Linked DNA regions of Pan troglodytes: region 2 is linked to region 1. A link is a contact called in public HiChIP or PLAC-seq data. All regions are on one chromosome and are shown on one strand. Each heading gives the region's core, a stretch centred on a gene start, on an enhancer-like site or on the middle of the called end of the contact. The rest is flanking DNA. Distances are from core to core; before and after follow the strand shown.

What was found. HiChIP or PLAC-seq counts read pairs in DNA pulled down with a chosen protein or histone mark.
Region 2: an H3K4me3 HiChIP or PLAC-seq map of stem cell-derived excitatory neurons shows a contact between it and region 1, with 7 times the contacts expected there. The contact joins the promoter of LRRC73 here to the promoter of SRF in region 1. A contact is called at or near these places in 1 of 7 Hi-C or Micro-C datasets (stem cell-derived neural progenitor cells) and 1 of 1 datasets of contacts at active chromatin or transcription factors (stem cell-derived excitatory neurons).

Annotation. Positions count from the first base shown.
Region 1 is chr5:49,061,670-49,069,055 of NHGRI_mPanTro3-v2.0_pri, reverse strand. SRF (serum response factor) reads right to left here and starts at 3,496. Exons shown (of 6, transcript XM_016955554.3): 1 at 2,984-3,496; 2 at 1,040-1,306. The coding sequence starts at 3,496.
Region 2 is chr5:49,397,788-49,404,619 of NHGRI_mPanTro3-v2.0_pri, reverse strand. LRRC73 (leucine rich repeat containing 73) reads left to right here and starts at 1,867. Exons shown (of 6, transcript XM_001138441.6): 1 at 1,867-2,138; 2 at 2,734-2,894; 3 at 3,234-3,356; 4 at 3,728-3,828; 5 at 3,976-4,198; 6 at 4,346-4,689. The coding sequence starts at 1,867. The coding sequence ends at 4,416. TJAP1 (tight junction associated protein 1) reads right to left here. Exons shown (of 11, transcript NM_001280172.1): 11 at 5,106-6,832. The coding sequence ends at 5,815. It also overlaps a transcript of POLR1C not described here.

The DNA of each region.
Region 1 (7,386 bases), core at 2,247-4,746:
TCTGAGATAGGAACTGAGTTTCTCAGGGAACTTAAGAGTTTGAGAGAGATCTTGAGAATCTGGCAATGACACACTATATGTCAAACACCCAAGATGTAAACTACCAAAAGAATGTACTCATCCAACAAAATTTCCTGGGAATAAATGAGCCCTACTGTTATAAAAGTTTAAAAATTATTACAGATGATATGCCACTAAGAGAGGAGGTAGCCTACAGCACTGACTCTCCCCTAAGGAAGACTTCGTTCTTAGAAGGGGAAGAAGGAAACTGAGAACCAAGCCACCAAGCCCAGACCCGAATTGAGTCAACCAGAGGCTCAAAGGCTGCGGGGTGGGTCAGCACGAGACGTTTGCTAAGCAGCTGGGCCCAAGACCCTTGATTGGCAGAGGCGTTGCTAAGGCAAACAGTGCCGCTTCCTCCCATTGGCCAGTCAGTTAAGTGCCACCCGGAAGGTGGAGCTCCCCAGACAGCAAGAGAGGAAGCCCCACCCCCTCTCCTTACCGGGAAAAGGAAGGGGGAGGAGTAACAGCGCAGGCATCCCTAGCAGCAGGCAAATGCGCTCCCTAACTGCCCAGGCCCCCAACACCCTGAAAGGGCAGCGGCTGGCTTGTAAGGTAGTCCCCGGCCCAGTCAACCAGCCCGCCTGCCAAGAGTGCTGGATTCCCAGGACCCCGGGACCGGAGTGCTCCCTTTCTACTCCCTGGCGACCCAGCCCGGAGGGCCGGGCTAAGCTACACCCCCGCCCCTAGCGGGGAGACAGCTGGCGGGAGGAATGCAAAGGCCCTGCCAGGCAGGCGGGCTGCGGGCGGGAGGCCGGCGTGGAGCCCAAGCCGGCCTTATATGGGCACGGAGGCCGCCCGCTTATCTAGGGGGGCGGTCTTCTATCAGGAAAGCGAGGATGGACACCTGTCCCCTAGGACGAGGGTCGTTAATCCGGCTCCACTCCACATCGGTGGGCACCTATCCACCTGTCCTGGGCCAGAAAGGGAGAGGGACCCCGCTCCCTTCCCTCCTCTCACATAGGCAACCCAAACACACCTTGGTCTCCCCACTGCTGTCAGACTCCGACACCTGGTAGGTGAGATCTGTCTCTTCAAAGCCAGTGGCACTCATTCTCTGGTCTGTTGTGGGGTCTGAACGGGGTGGAGAGTCTGGCGAGTTGAGGCAGGTCTGAATCAGTGCCTTGCCGGTCTCACTGGTGATCATGGGCTGCAGTTTTCGGGTGGCAAAGGTATACACATGGCCTGTCTCACTGGCCACCAGCAACAGCACCTGTGTCCCTGTCAGCGTGGACAGCTCATAGGCCTGAGGGGTGAGGAGGGAGATGGGCAGGTCAGCAAACTTTTTATCTCTACCTTCCTTGAGAAGTTGGAAAAAGAATTATACAGTGATGTCATTCCCCCATTCCCATAATGACCTTCGTCTCTAATGACTCTGAGGGAAGGGTGTCCTATCAGGATCTCTGGAAGCAGCAAAACTACCCATGCTCCTCCTTTGAGGAGCAGCCCCATTGACCTGAAGATACCCCAAGCAAACAGTAACAGCCCCCAGTGATGGAACATATAACTTCAGGGGATACGAAGGACCCAGCTAGCTGCTTCCCAACACAGCTTAGTGCCTGGAATGTCCCAGAGCCTCACCCCTTCTCACTGTCACAGGGACCACGATGGATCCCTACCTATCACACTGGAATTTGTACAAGACATTAGTGATAATGGACCATTTAAGCTCCAACTGTCCCATGTTTTTTTCCAGAAACTGCACAGGCTCCAACTTGTTGCCACAGCCTAGTTTCTCCTTTTGCCCTGTAATACTTTACTGCCCTTACTCCTTTGTCTTGGGAAGAAGGTTATGGAAGGAGAGAAGAGAGTTTTCCTTAATTACCTCCCCCCACAATCTTCTCCACTGATGATCAAGTGACAAGGGACACTGATACAACAGTGTCTGGAGTGATGGGAGACGAGACCTAGATTAGCACTAAACATCCTGCCATGAGCCCAGGAAGGGGACCTTCAAGGATGGCCCCATAGATGCCATACTCTCCCAACAAAGTTCTGCAAAACACCTTGGAAGCAGCTCTGGTTTCTACATGGGACAGAAATAAACACCAGCCAGTGTTCCCAAGGATCCAGCTCCTTGTCTCCCAGTTTCTCTGCTTTCATCTCTTCCCTTAACGTCTACACCCCAAAATGACTCCTTTCCTCAACACTTTTCACTGGCTGGCAGAAGAGGAATTCCTAGGTACCTCTGCAAGCCTCCCTGACTTCTCCCAAACCCCATCCAAGCATAGATTCTCCCTAGGGCTGGAAACCCCACTTGTCCTAACGGCAGGAGATTCTGCAGCGGGTCCTGCCAGGAGCATGTGGTTCCCAGTGGATGCCATGGAAGACTCACGGCCGGCGCAGGACTAGGTTCCTGCTGCTCAGGGCAGCACCAGTTCTCCTGCCCCGCTCCCTTACCTGGTCCCTAACCCTGCCTGTCCTTCCAACCAGCACTACTCTCGTGGTGCCCACTTCCTCCCACACATGCTCGCTCATTGTTGTCATGCAGCTCCAGCCTCCTCACCTCCATACCTTCTCGTTTGCTCCCTGCTTTTCCGGCGCCCTCGTCCGAACACCGGAGTGCACTGGACCTACTGATCCCGGGTTCTCATTATCCACCTCCCCGGCAGCCTCGTAGCCTCCCATCACCGCTCCTCACCCCTTCACTCAGCAAGGGCCCTCTTCCTCTCTTGCGCCGGTCACTCCCACCTCTGCGCCTTTCCCCACGGTTGCGAGCGTTCGCGGGATCTCCCCTCTCCCCACATTTCCCCGGCGGCCCCTCCCCTTCGGCCCTCCCCGGGCAGGAGCCATCCCCTCCCACACACCTCCTACGGACTCGCAGCCTCTCACCTCCGCCTCGGCTCTGCGGTCCTCCCGGGCTCCCTTTGCACATCCCCACCCCAACCGGGCCCCGGGGCCGGCCAGCCCCCCGGCTTGGTACCTTCTTCATGATGCCCGTCTTCCTCTTGCTGAAGGTCGTGTAGCGCCGCAGCTTGTTGTCGATGAACTCCATCTTGATCTTCACGCGGCCCCGGGTCTTCTTACCCGGCTTGGCCCCGCTCACCGCGCCGCTCACCGGCCCGTAGCCCCCGGTGGCCGCTGCCGACGCCTCGGGCCCACCGACCACCATACCGATCTCCATCTCGCTCAGGCTCCGCTTCAGGCCGCGCCGCTCGGCGCCCAGCTCCTCCTCCTCGCCCGACTCCGAGTCGCCCTCGCTGCCGCTGTAGAGGGCCCCCGCGGTGGGCGCCGGGGTGGTTGCCGCCGCTGCCGCAGCCTCCCGCTCCAGGCGGCCGGGCCCGAGCCCCGCGCCATTCCCGGGGACCCGGCCCCCGTTAGCCCCGCGTGTCCCGCCGCCGCCGCCCGGCCGCCCCGTCGGGGTCCGGTTCAGGCTGCCCCCCAGGGCCGAGCCCCGGCCCAGAGCCGCCGCGGCCCCAGCTTGGCTCGGTAACATGGCGCTCGATGCAGGAGGGCGGACGGGCAGTCAGCGAGGAATCGGAGCCGCCGCAGCCGCCGCCATCGGCTTCCCGGCTCAACCCGGCACTCCCGCTGCTGCTAGTGCCGCTATCGCTGCCGCGGCCGCCGCTGCGAACCCGGGGCCCCTGCACGCCCGGGCCGACCTGGGCCCTCACTTTCCTGCCCCTGTGGCCCGGGTTGCCCCAGGCCGCGCGCAGCGCCCCCTGTCCGTCTGCTAGGGCGGCGCGCCGGGCGGCCGTCAGCGTCCCCCGGGGGGCAGGGGCTGCTGGCCGCGGCCGAGACGGCGGGTGGAGGGGGCCGGGACCACGCGCTGGCGGCGGAGGGATCCCCCGACCCTTCCCCCCATATAAAGAGATACAATGTTTCCTTTTATGGCGAGGCCGCTCCTTATATGGTGAGCCCCAGCGCCCCCGCCCCATTGGTCCGTGGTTCCGGCACCTCCGCTCCCCATTGGCCCACAAGAGGGCGCTTATTTGCATAGACATACCGAACTCGTTGCTGTCATCTCGCGTCAGACCGCGACTCTGAGAGGGGTGGAGCCGACGCCTCTTAAAGGAACCGGAGAACAGGCACGATCCCGCCTCCCTGAACCCGAGAATGATAGAACGGTTTGGGAGGCACCCGCGGAGAAGGAGGCTGGGACTGGAGCGCAGTCTTGCGGAAGAGAGGGAGCAGCACTAGTAAATGGGCACCGGGACCGCTGGAGGCATACACTGGGGAAACCCCTGGGTGGATTGTGGGGTTTGCAGTAAATAAAAAAATACAGCCCAAATTCCAAGGGAGGAGTGCAGGGATTGATTGGAGCATTTCCTCACGCCTTCCTAAGGGAGGCACAGTTATTGGCTGAGCGGAGAGAGCTTGGGTCCCCGGTGTCCAGACTCGTCGCGCCCCAGCCGCTCAGCTCTAACTTTTCCCCTCCCCCCAACTTCCCTTCCCTTTCCCTCGCTTTTGTAGGCGACGAAACTTTCCCACCGGGCTGGCTCGAGGATCTTCATTCATCATCCTCTGCACTGGGGGGTCTTTAGCAGACATACATCTGGAAAAGGCTGGTGGAGGGGAGGGCGAGAGACAGAGATCGGCCTCCCAGTCCTGAGGCGGGCAGGGAGGAGAGACGGAGATCAGTGAAGACTTCCAGCTGCAGGCTGGACTTGGGGAGGAGGACGTCCCGAGGATAAAGCCCACCCTACAGCCAGTGCAAAGACTTGGGAAAGTGTGGCCCGACAGAAAGTTTAAGCCCAAGCAAGCACGCTCGCGCACACACACGCACATACACACACTTCTCTGGAAAGCCCGTTGGAGAAAAAAAAAAAGTTTCAGACAGGGTATCGCTCTGTCGCCCAACCTGGAGTGCAGTGGCGCGATCTGAGCTCATTGCAACCTCTGCCTCCCGGGTTCAAGCGATTCTCCCACCTCCGCCTCTCACGTAGCTGGAACTACAGGTGCGCGCCACCACTCTGGCCTAATTTTTGTATTTTTTGTAGAGATGGGGTTTTGCCATGTTGCCCAGACTGGTTTCGAACTCCTGGCCTCAAGCGATCCTTCCCCCTCGGCTTCCCAAAGTGCTGGGATTATAGGCATGAACCACCGTGCCCAGCAGAAAAAAAAAAAAAACAAACTTAAAAGATTAAAACTGGGGTGCTGCAAAGTGAGGTTCAAGCTCTGGGTCTGGGTCTTTTCTCCAAAGCAGTGAAAATAGCTTGGACTTTGCTGTTACAGAATTATTTAAATCTGGAATCTGCCTCTTGGTAAGCCCTGTGCCTGGAAACAAGTGACAAGTGATCTGATCTCTCCAGACGCAATATTCATCAATGTTGCTATCCATTCCATGAGTTGTTGTTTTTTTTGTTTTTTTTTTGTTTTTTTTTTTTGAGACAGAGTCTCGCTCTGTCGCCCAGGCTGGAGTGCACTGGCACGATCTCGACTCACTGCAACCTCTGCCTCCCCAGTTCAAGCGATTCTCCTGCTGCCTCAGCTTCCCAAATAGCTGGGATTACAGGTGCCCACCACCACACCTGGCTATTTTGTATTTTTAGTAGAGATGGGGTTTCGCCATGTTGTCCAGGCTGGTCTCGAACTGCTGACCTCAAGTGATCCTCCCACCTCGGTCTCCCAAGGTGCTGGGATTACAGGCATGAGCCACCATGCCGGGCCTATTCCATGAAATTCTTAATGCAGATTTAATGACATAAAGACTAAAGGGCAGAGTAATTGGTCAGTGGTTAGGCAATAGGAGTTACCTGGAGTAAGTCACCTCATCCTAGGGATAAAGCATCTTGGCATGTTTAAGGGGATGGGAGGCAGTGATTATTCCTGCCCGAAAAATTATGAAGATTAAATAAAGCAGTTGATTGTAACCTAGTCATTACTGGTAGTGGTAGTGATATCAATTCAGTATACTACAATCAACATTTAAAAGAATAAATTAATGGGTATCACAAAAAGCAAGGGCAAATATTGTTGCATAAAATGTTTGTTTGCATTATATATAGGTTGAACCCTACAAAATTGCCATTTTATAGGTCAAGAAGGTGGGATATTGTCAATTTCTCATAATTCAGTGTATGTGTGTAATGGATGACAATATTAACTGCATTTCTTACTGTGAGTCACAATCCAAAAGCTTGAAAAATACTGAAATAAAATATGTGCAAGTGATCAGTAAAATATAGTGTGTATTTTGTGTGTATAGTGAATAAAATATAGTGTGTATTTTTTGTCATATAGAGATAAGGTCTCCCTATGTTGCCCAGGCTGGTCTCAAACTTCTGGGCTCAAGCGATTCTCTCACCTCGGCCTCCCAAAGTGCTGGGATTAAAGGCCTGAGCCACTACACCCAGCCCCCAATAGTTTTAAAGAGGTCTCCCCTCCCTCCACTAATTTACTCTTTACAACAGGTACTTAAACATATGGAATGTGTTAGCCCAAGAGGAAGAACAGGTCAAACAGATAAATAGGTTCCAGAAGGGTTTTAGGGACCACAAATGATGCCTGGGGTCATGTTTTGTCTGAGCACCATAATATTACAGCCAAAGCCCTGGGATTTCATTCCCACCTGCCCTCTAAAGACCCTTTCATTTGCGCCCCCTAGTTTAGACACATGCAGGGGTGACATCCCTCAGCAGGGACAACTGCTCTCTGTCACATCTATAGGGGAGGGTGTCTGGGAAGAAGGCAGTCCTTAGCTTCCCTCCAAATAGGCTGCCCTCTCTTCAACTTCTCCCAACTCCTGGGTCATTGCACACCAGTGTTAGTGTCACAGCTTCTCTGTCTGCTTGGGATGGCCCATCTTCATGTCCTTTGTCACCACAGGGAGTCAGGAGGAGACCTCTACCCACACTATTGGATTACTGCAGGTTCCAGAGCCAAAAGTATTGCTAGGGATAAAGTCAAAATCAAAAACTGTCTCATAGAGGTGTTTTATTTGGACCTTATAACATTTAAAAATCATAAGAGTTTCCATAAAAATCTGAATGTCTGGCCGGGCGTGGTGGCTCATGTCTGTAATCCCAGCACTTTGGGAAGCTGAGGTGGATGGATCACTTGAGGTCAGGAGTTCAAGACCAGCCTGGCCAACATGGTGAAACGCCATCTCTACTAAAAAAATAAAAAAGTAGCCGGGCATAGTGGCACACATCTGTAATCCCAGCTACACGAGAGGCTGAGGCAGGAGAATCACTTGAACCTGGGAGGCAGAGGTTGCAGTGAGCCTAGATGGGGCCACTGTACTCCAGCCTGAGCTACGGAGTGAGACTCCTTTTCAAAAAAAAAAAATCTGAATATCTGACCTCTCTCAAAAAAATCAGAATTTTTGGTAACACTGGGCCTAGGTACCCACAAAAGCATTATAACCTGGAGCTGATGGTGGCC
Region 2 (6,832 bases), core at 618-3,117, 340 kb before region 1:
GGCAGGGAGGCCTCAAGCACAAAAGCCATAAGCCTGATGGAACACTGCAGCCAGCTTGAGTCTGGGCTCAGCTGCACTCTTGGGAAGCCAAGGAAGCAGTGACAATTGGACAAAACATCCCGACTTAAACCCTGTGTCAAAACAAGGATCTTCTGCACCTGGGCATTGTGTTGATAATTTTCCTATGGAGCTCTTAATTGAAGCCAAATTTGGCTTTGCCCTGGTGGTACTGGGGCCAGCTCCTTTTAGTTCTTCTGTCTTTCCTCTTAAAACCAACCACCACTCCTAACATAGCACCATCCACCCCCACCACTTCTTTAATCTGCTCCACTTAATAAGTTAATTCAGGTGGCTAAGAGTGGGAATAGGGCCTTTGACCTCCCTTCACTATATTGAATATTATATTTTATGTAAAATAATCTTCTTAACACTAGTAAATCTGGGTCAGCAGCATCTATTCCTCCTAACAAAGGGACTAACAGAGGTGCCCTTCATTTGTCCTGCGTTACACAAGTGAGTCCCCCACCACCCTGGCCAGAGGACAAAGTTGAGACAGCACCGCCTGCACCGTGCAGTGTGGCTCAGCCGCCTTCATGTCCTCACCAGTGCTCCAGGGCCCTGGCCCTGGCACCTTCTTTGTATTGGCTGCCCCAGTCTCGCGGCATGGACACACCCTCAGATGTCAACAGTGCCCTGCGTACCTGAGAAGGTGTGGCACCAGGACCTTGCATCTATCTGAGGCTCCCCTGCCCTAGGGACCCTATGGGGTACCCTTCTCCCCAGCAGCTCAAGCTGGCTCTGCCCAGCCGTGGTCCCTGGGGCCTCCCTGATGAGGCCGCCATCTTGGCGAGGAGCAAGCGGGGAAGTCCCCATGGGCCGGGATCACCACGCACGCTGCGCCTCGAGTCAGGGGGGCGGGGGCGAGGCGCGGCGCGGATGAAAGGGCCCTGGGGCCTTCCAAATAGGAGGGAACAGTGCCCTGGATTCCGGCGGGGGTATGGACCTTAGGAACGGGAAAGGATGGAAGAATGGGCAGAAGCACCAGTAACCGTGCCCAACGCCATCTCCACGGGGCGTGCCTCCATTCCGCTCCCCGTCAGCCCTACCCACTCAGCCCTGCCGCCTTCCTTCTGCCAGCTGGCTGACCCCACTCCCAAGGGAAGAGCGGCCTATCGCTCCCAGCTCCTTGCCCCGAACCACCCAGTGTACGCGAACCTCGCGGGCCGGCGTGGCCTTAGCCGGGCAGGGGGCGGGGCGAGCGGCGGTGACGCGGCCGTTGCCATGGGAACTCGCCGCCCGCTCGCTCTCTGGAGCTGGAGCCGGAGCTGCCGCCAGGCGCCCGCCTCAGGCTCTCTCTGCCAGCCGTGCGGCCAGGCCCGCGGGGTGGTCGGGGGGAGCCGGGCAGCAGAGAACTAGGGAGCGGGTACGGCCTCCTAACCGAGACCGGTAAGCCGAAGCCCTTGAGCCACTCGCTGCCGCTGCCGCCGCCGCCGCCGCGACCGCGAGGGACAAGGACAAGCGCCGAGCAGCGCCTGCCCAACCCCCGGAACGCGCACCCGCCCCAACGCCCAGACACGGACCGTGCGGGCCGCCCCCGCCCCAGCGCCGCCCCACTTCAGCCCGGCCCGCGCCCTGGACGCCTCCGCACCTCTGGCCGGCTCCGGCTCAGTCCCGGTAGCTCTTCTCCGCCCCCGCCGCAGCCTCCGCCGCAGCCGCAGCCTCCGCCACAGCCGCCGCCTCCACCCCCGGCCCCACTCCGCCCGCGACCCCTGCCGGGGCCCCGACCCCGGCCCTATCCCCGGCCCCGCCCGCGGCCCCACCAACCTCCGTTCCGGCCCCGTACCCGGAGGCCCAGCCGTGGGCACGATGCTGCCCAGCTCCATCCAGATTTCGGGGGAGCCGCTGTCCGGCGCCGAGGTGCGGGACATCTGCCGCGGCCTTCGCGACAACGCCGTGCGCCTGCTCTCACTGCGCGGCTGCCGCCTCTGCGACCGCGACTTTGGCCGCATCTGCCGGGCCCTGGCCGGGGCCACGTCCCTGGCGCAGCTCAACCTTAACCTGGGCGTCGTGTCCAGCCCCAGCCGCATCAAGCAGCTGGCTGAGGCTCTGCGGACCAACCGCTCCATCCAGTCCCTCTTGTGAGTGCGCCCCCTCGCAAGGGGGTCCCGGGCACTGCACCCTTCCATACACCCCTGGCACCTCCTGTTCCTCCACACTCCTTCCAGTACCATACTACCTTCACATGCCTTATGCACATACACAGTGCCTCGGCCCATGCCTTCACAGCACCCTCCAAGCACATGCTTGGACTTTGCACGCGCGACCCTACCCGTGTTGGGATACCCACCACTTCCTGACATGAGGTGGGGGCCGTACCTCCCCACCTAATCATCTGCATTTACTTCACTGGGGCAGCTCCTCGGTTCCCAAGGGGGAATATCCCCGTGGGGACGAGAGCCCTGCCCACTGCAGAGTTCCGGTCCACCACCCACCCACCCCTTCTCTGCCCCTCCCTGTGCAATGTCCTGGATCCCTGCCCCAGAAAACAAACCGAATTCTCCCTCTATCTGTATTCCCTGAGAATCTAGAACTTTCCTTCTCCTTTTCCAGGCCCCTCAAGTGCTGTGACTGAGTGCCCTCCCCATACCTAGGGCTGACAGAAGTGAAAGTGTCCCTTTCCCATGTAGATAGGGCCGAGGACTGCAGTAACCCTGCTCTCTCACTCTCCTCCAGCCTGCATGGGAGCCCCCTGACAGATGCGGGGCTGGCCTTGCTGAACCCAGCCCTGGCCCTCCACCCTGCCCTCGTGGCTCTGGACCTGGGGGACTGCATGCTGGGTGATGAAGCCATCAACCTCATCTGTGGCCTCCTGCCCCCAGATGGGGCCAAATCTGGTGAGCAGGACCCTGTTGAGGGCTTGGGCTAGTGTGGCAGTGATGAAAATCGAAATGCAGAGGGAAGGGGGTGTGGCCCCAGAGCTCTGATGATGTGGGTGAGAACATCTTTCTACTCCTCTCAGGAAGGGGCAGGACGGGGGGCAGCATGGAGACTCAGGAATCCAGGCTGGGGCAGGCAGAGGAAGCATGGGCCTCCTTAATGGCTCTTGACCTCTATGGTGGGGGTAAGGTGGTGCCCAGCCACTAGGGACACCCCAGAGACTCAGGGATGGTGGGGAAGGGCTGGAGGAGGGCTTAACCCTCCCTATTCTGGTTTCTTGCTATGATGCTGCCCAGGCTTGAAGGAGCTAACGCTGAGTGCCAACCCTGGCATCACCCCTAAGGGCTGGAGCCGCCTCGCCATTGCCGTGGCCCACAGCTCCCAGGTCCGCGTCCTCAATCTGGATTACAACCCCCTGGGTGAGGCTCAAGAATACCCCCTTGGGCTGTCACTGCTTCATGCCCTATCCAAGAGCCTGGGACCAACAGTTGACATGGTAACCCGTACACTGGGAGAGGGAAGAGAAAGGCGAGCCCCCAGGGGTCAAGGAGATAGCTTTGTGGAGGACCAGGTGACCAATAAATAGATCAAAGCATCAGTCACCACCCGTGGGCCTAACTTGCTTCGTGCCTTCACTCACCAATCACAATGATCCCTTCCTGACCACCACCAATTGTCCATGTTTCCTTGGCCAGGGATTAGTATCTAAAGTTGTTAAGGCAATGGGGAAGCTATCTGTAAGGATTAGCAGGCATGTGTATGAATGTGTGCACGTGTGTTGTCTCCCCAGGTGACCATGTGGCAGGAATGCTGGCTGTAGCTGTGGCCTCTAGTCGTACCCTAGAGGTGCTAGACTTGGAGGGCACAGGGCTCACCAACCAGTCAGCTCAGGTGGGAAGTCGTCATGTTTGGGCACGGCCAGGGGATGGGGTGGAGGTTAGCTTATGTGTCTGATGACATACCTAAGGCGTGGCAGGTTGGGGTCTGAGGACCTGCCTTAACTGTGTTCATCCTTTTCCATATTCTTCCCCACTTCAGACCCTGCTGGACATGGTAGAAAATTACCCCACAGCTTTGCGGAGCCTGGTGTTGGCTGAGAACAGCATTAGCCCAGAGCTGCAGCAACAGATCTGTGACCTCCTCTCTGAGGGAGAGGAGGAGGAGGAAGTGGCAGGAGGGGCTGGCGACACCCAGGAATGGGAGAGAGGGCGGGAGCCTGCTGCCCACCAGAGAGGCAGCAGCTCCTGGATGTGCCCCAGCGGTAAGAACCCAGAGGGTTGATCAGAGCCAGGTCTGGAAGAGGCTCGGGACAAGGGAGAGTGGGTGTGCAGAACCTAGGCTCTCACCTATCTGTGGTCCCCATTGGAGGAAGGAATGGTGGTCTGAACACTCCTCTGCCCTTCCACAGATCCCAGCTCTCAGATGGTGCTAATGACGTCAGGACTAGGGGACAGTCTGTTGGCTGAGACCGAGATGTGACTCTCCACTGGGCCTCTGCACACCATTTCACTTATCTATGTCCCGAGCACCTTGCCCCAGATATCAGGGTCGGGCCCTGGGACTTGGGAGGGAACTGGGGTCAGGGGCTGCATGGGGGCTCTGGCAGCTCCTGGCAGTGTGGTGGGAAGGAAGCTCTGGAAGCTGTGACTGAGCAACAGCCTTGGGGGGCACTTGAACCCACGGCAATGCCTTTGAACTTGGCAGCTCTGGCTGCAACCCGCTGGCTCGGAAAAGATTTTATGAACTCCACAACCTGTCGTGTGGCTGTAGTCACTTGGGGCCGGCAGTAGGGGAGGAATTGGAACTACCAGTAAGCACCACTAGGGGGCAGTAGCATCGCACAGCCCAAGCTCTAAGCCGCGTGAACTGGTCCAGCCAGGATCTCAAAATAGGCCTGGCCAGGCCTAGAACCCAGGCCTCTGAGGCAACACCTTACACTAGCCCCATAAAGATCTGGTCCCTGCCTCCGAGGGAAGGCTCAGGGACCCTGCTAAGGTTACTTAAGGTGCCCCCTTTCCCGCTCCCTGATGCTCTGTGCCTAGGGAAACCCTAGGCAGAGTGGGGCGAGGGGGAGTCACTAGCCGACTAGGATGAGACTAGGACTGGGAATACTTACAAATGGGGAGAAAAGTGGGAGAGGGGAGGTCATTAAGACAAGTTAGGCCATATCAGTAAAATAGTTTTATTTGATTTTAAAATAGTCATCAATGTGAAAATTTCCCAAAGCTTAAGAGTAACAGTCTAGAGCCAAGGTTGGGAGTGGGGGCCAGGCCTCACACAGAGCCCAGCTTGAGGCCCCTGAGCCCCACCCTCCTTTCCAGAGGGAGGGAGGAGACAGCTGAGGGGGCCCTGAATCAGTCCTCTCCCTCGTCCCCAAGGCCAGCTGTGCCAGGCCCCTGGAGGGCAACAGCTCATGCGGAGGACTGGGGGGGGGGGGGAAGCAAACAGGTAGGAAACAGAAATGAGGTTAACAATTACACCATCACCCCCCCCAAAAAAAAAACAAAATAACAAAACTTGTGACTATGAAAGGAGGATGGAAGATGAATACTGATAAACTCCTCAGCTCCCCAGAAAAGCCCAGTCTGGGCTGGGTTGGGCTGATTGGAGGAAAGGTCTTGAGACCCAACTGCATGTTACCTCTGAAGAATAAATATTCTAAGAAAAGGGGAAAACCATGAGGCAAGCTGCCGCAGTCAGTCAACGCAGCTGACAGGCCTGGCATGGCCCACAACCTGACCCCATCCACACAGGAAACGGCTGTGCGGGTCTGGATAGAGGAGAGGTCAAGGGCTTGGACTGGGGACCCTGAGCTGCCAAGGTGTGGGGACTCCTTGCAGTCCTGGTGCAGCAATGGCAGGAAGGCCAGCAGGGACCCTAGTTGAGCAGGTTGCCCTGCTCCTGGGCCTGGGTCAGGCTGTCCTTGCGGTGCAGGTGGTGAACCCCCATCCTCTTGGGGCTGCGCTGGGGACGACTGGAGCTGGGGAGTGGCCAGGCCCTGCCCTCGGTGTGGGAAGTGCCTGGCCCCTCCTCTGTGCCACTGTTAATGGGCAGCAGGCTCTGGCGCTCTTCCTCAGGACTGATAGGCAGGTTCAGCTCTTCTTCCTCCCTGGGAAAGCCAGAGTCAGGTTCTGTGGGTAGCAAAAGCTCACTCTCTTCGGGTCGGGCAGAAGGTGCCTGGACCACCTCATCTCTGTCAGCGGGGCTATGGGCAAAATGGCGCTGCAGCTCAGGGAGGGCATCGCGTCCAAAGGCTGTGCGCTGGGCCACAGCAGCAGGTGGTGGAGTACGGTCCACAAATGCCCGCTGCCAGCTGACCAGCAGGTCCTCTTCAGAGCTGGCAGAGCTAGCTGGGGCACTGAGTGTTAGGGGCGCTGGGCTGGGCTGGTGGTGGGGTGAGGCCTGGGCTGAGGCAGGGGTGCTGGGCACTGGGCTGGGGCGGGCCCGCTCACTCCCCTCCTCTACCAGGCTCAGGGAAATGGCCTGGCGGGTAGCGTAAGTGCAGTTGGGCAGGGGGCTGTTGCGGGGGATCTGAACCTTATCCTCAGAGAACTCTATTACCCTGCGGCCAGGATACAGTGGGTGTGGTGGAGATGGGGTTGGGTAGGGGTTCAGCTTCTCAAAGGCTGGCAAGGGCAGCTCTTCCTCCGGGGAGCCCCTGGCAGTACCCAGAGAGTGGCACTCCCCATTGGGTTGTGGGGTGGGGCTGCCAGGGGCCGGGGGACTGGCTGGATCACCTGGGACACCCTCACTCATGTCCACATGCACAAAGACATCCTCAGCCAAGGGGCGCCCGGCGCTGCCTGACTGGGCTGAATTGAGCAGTAGAGACTCTGGCTTCTCTAACACTCGGGCAATGACTGAGGTAGGCACCACAGCCCCTGGGGCTAGGCTG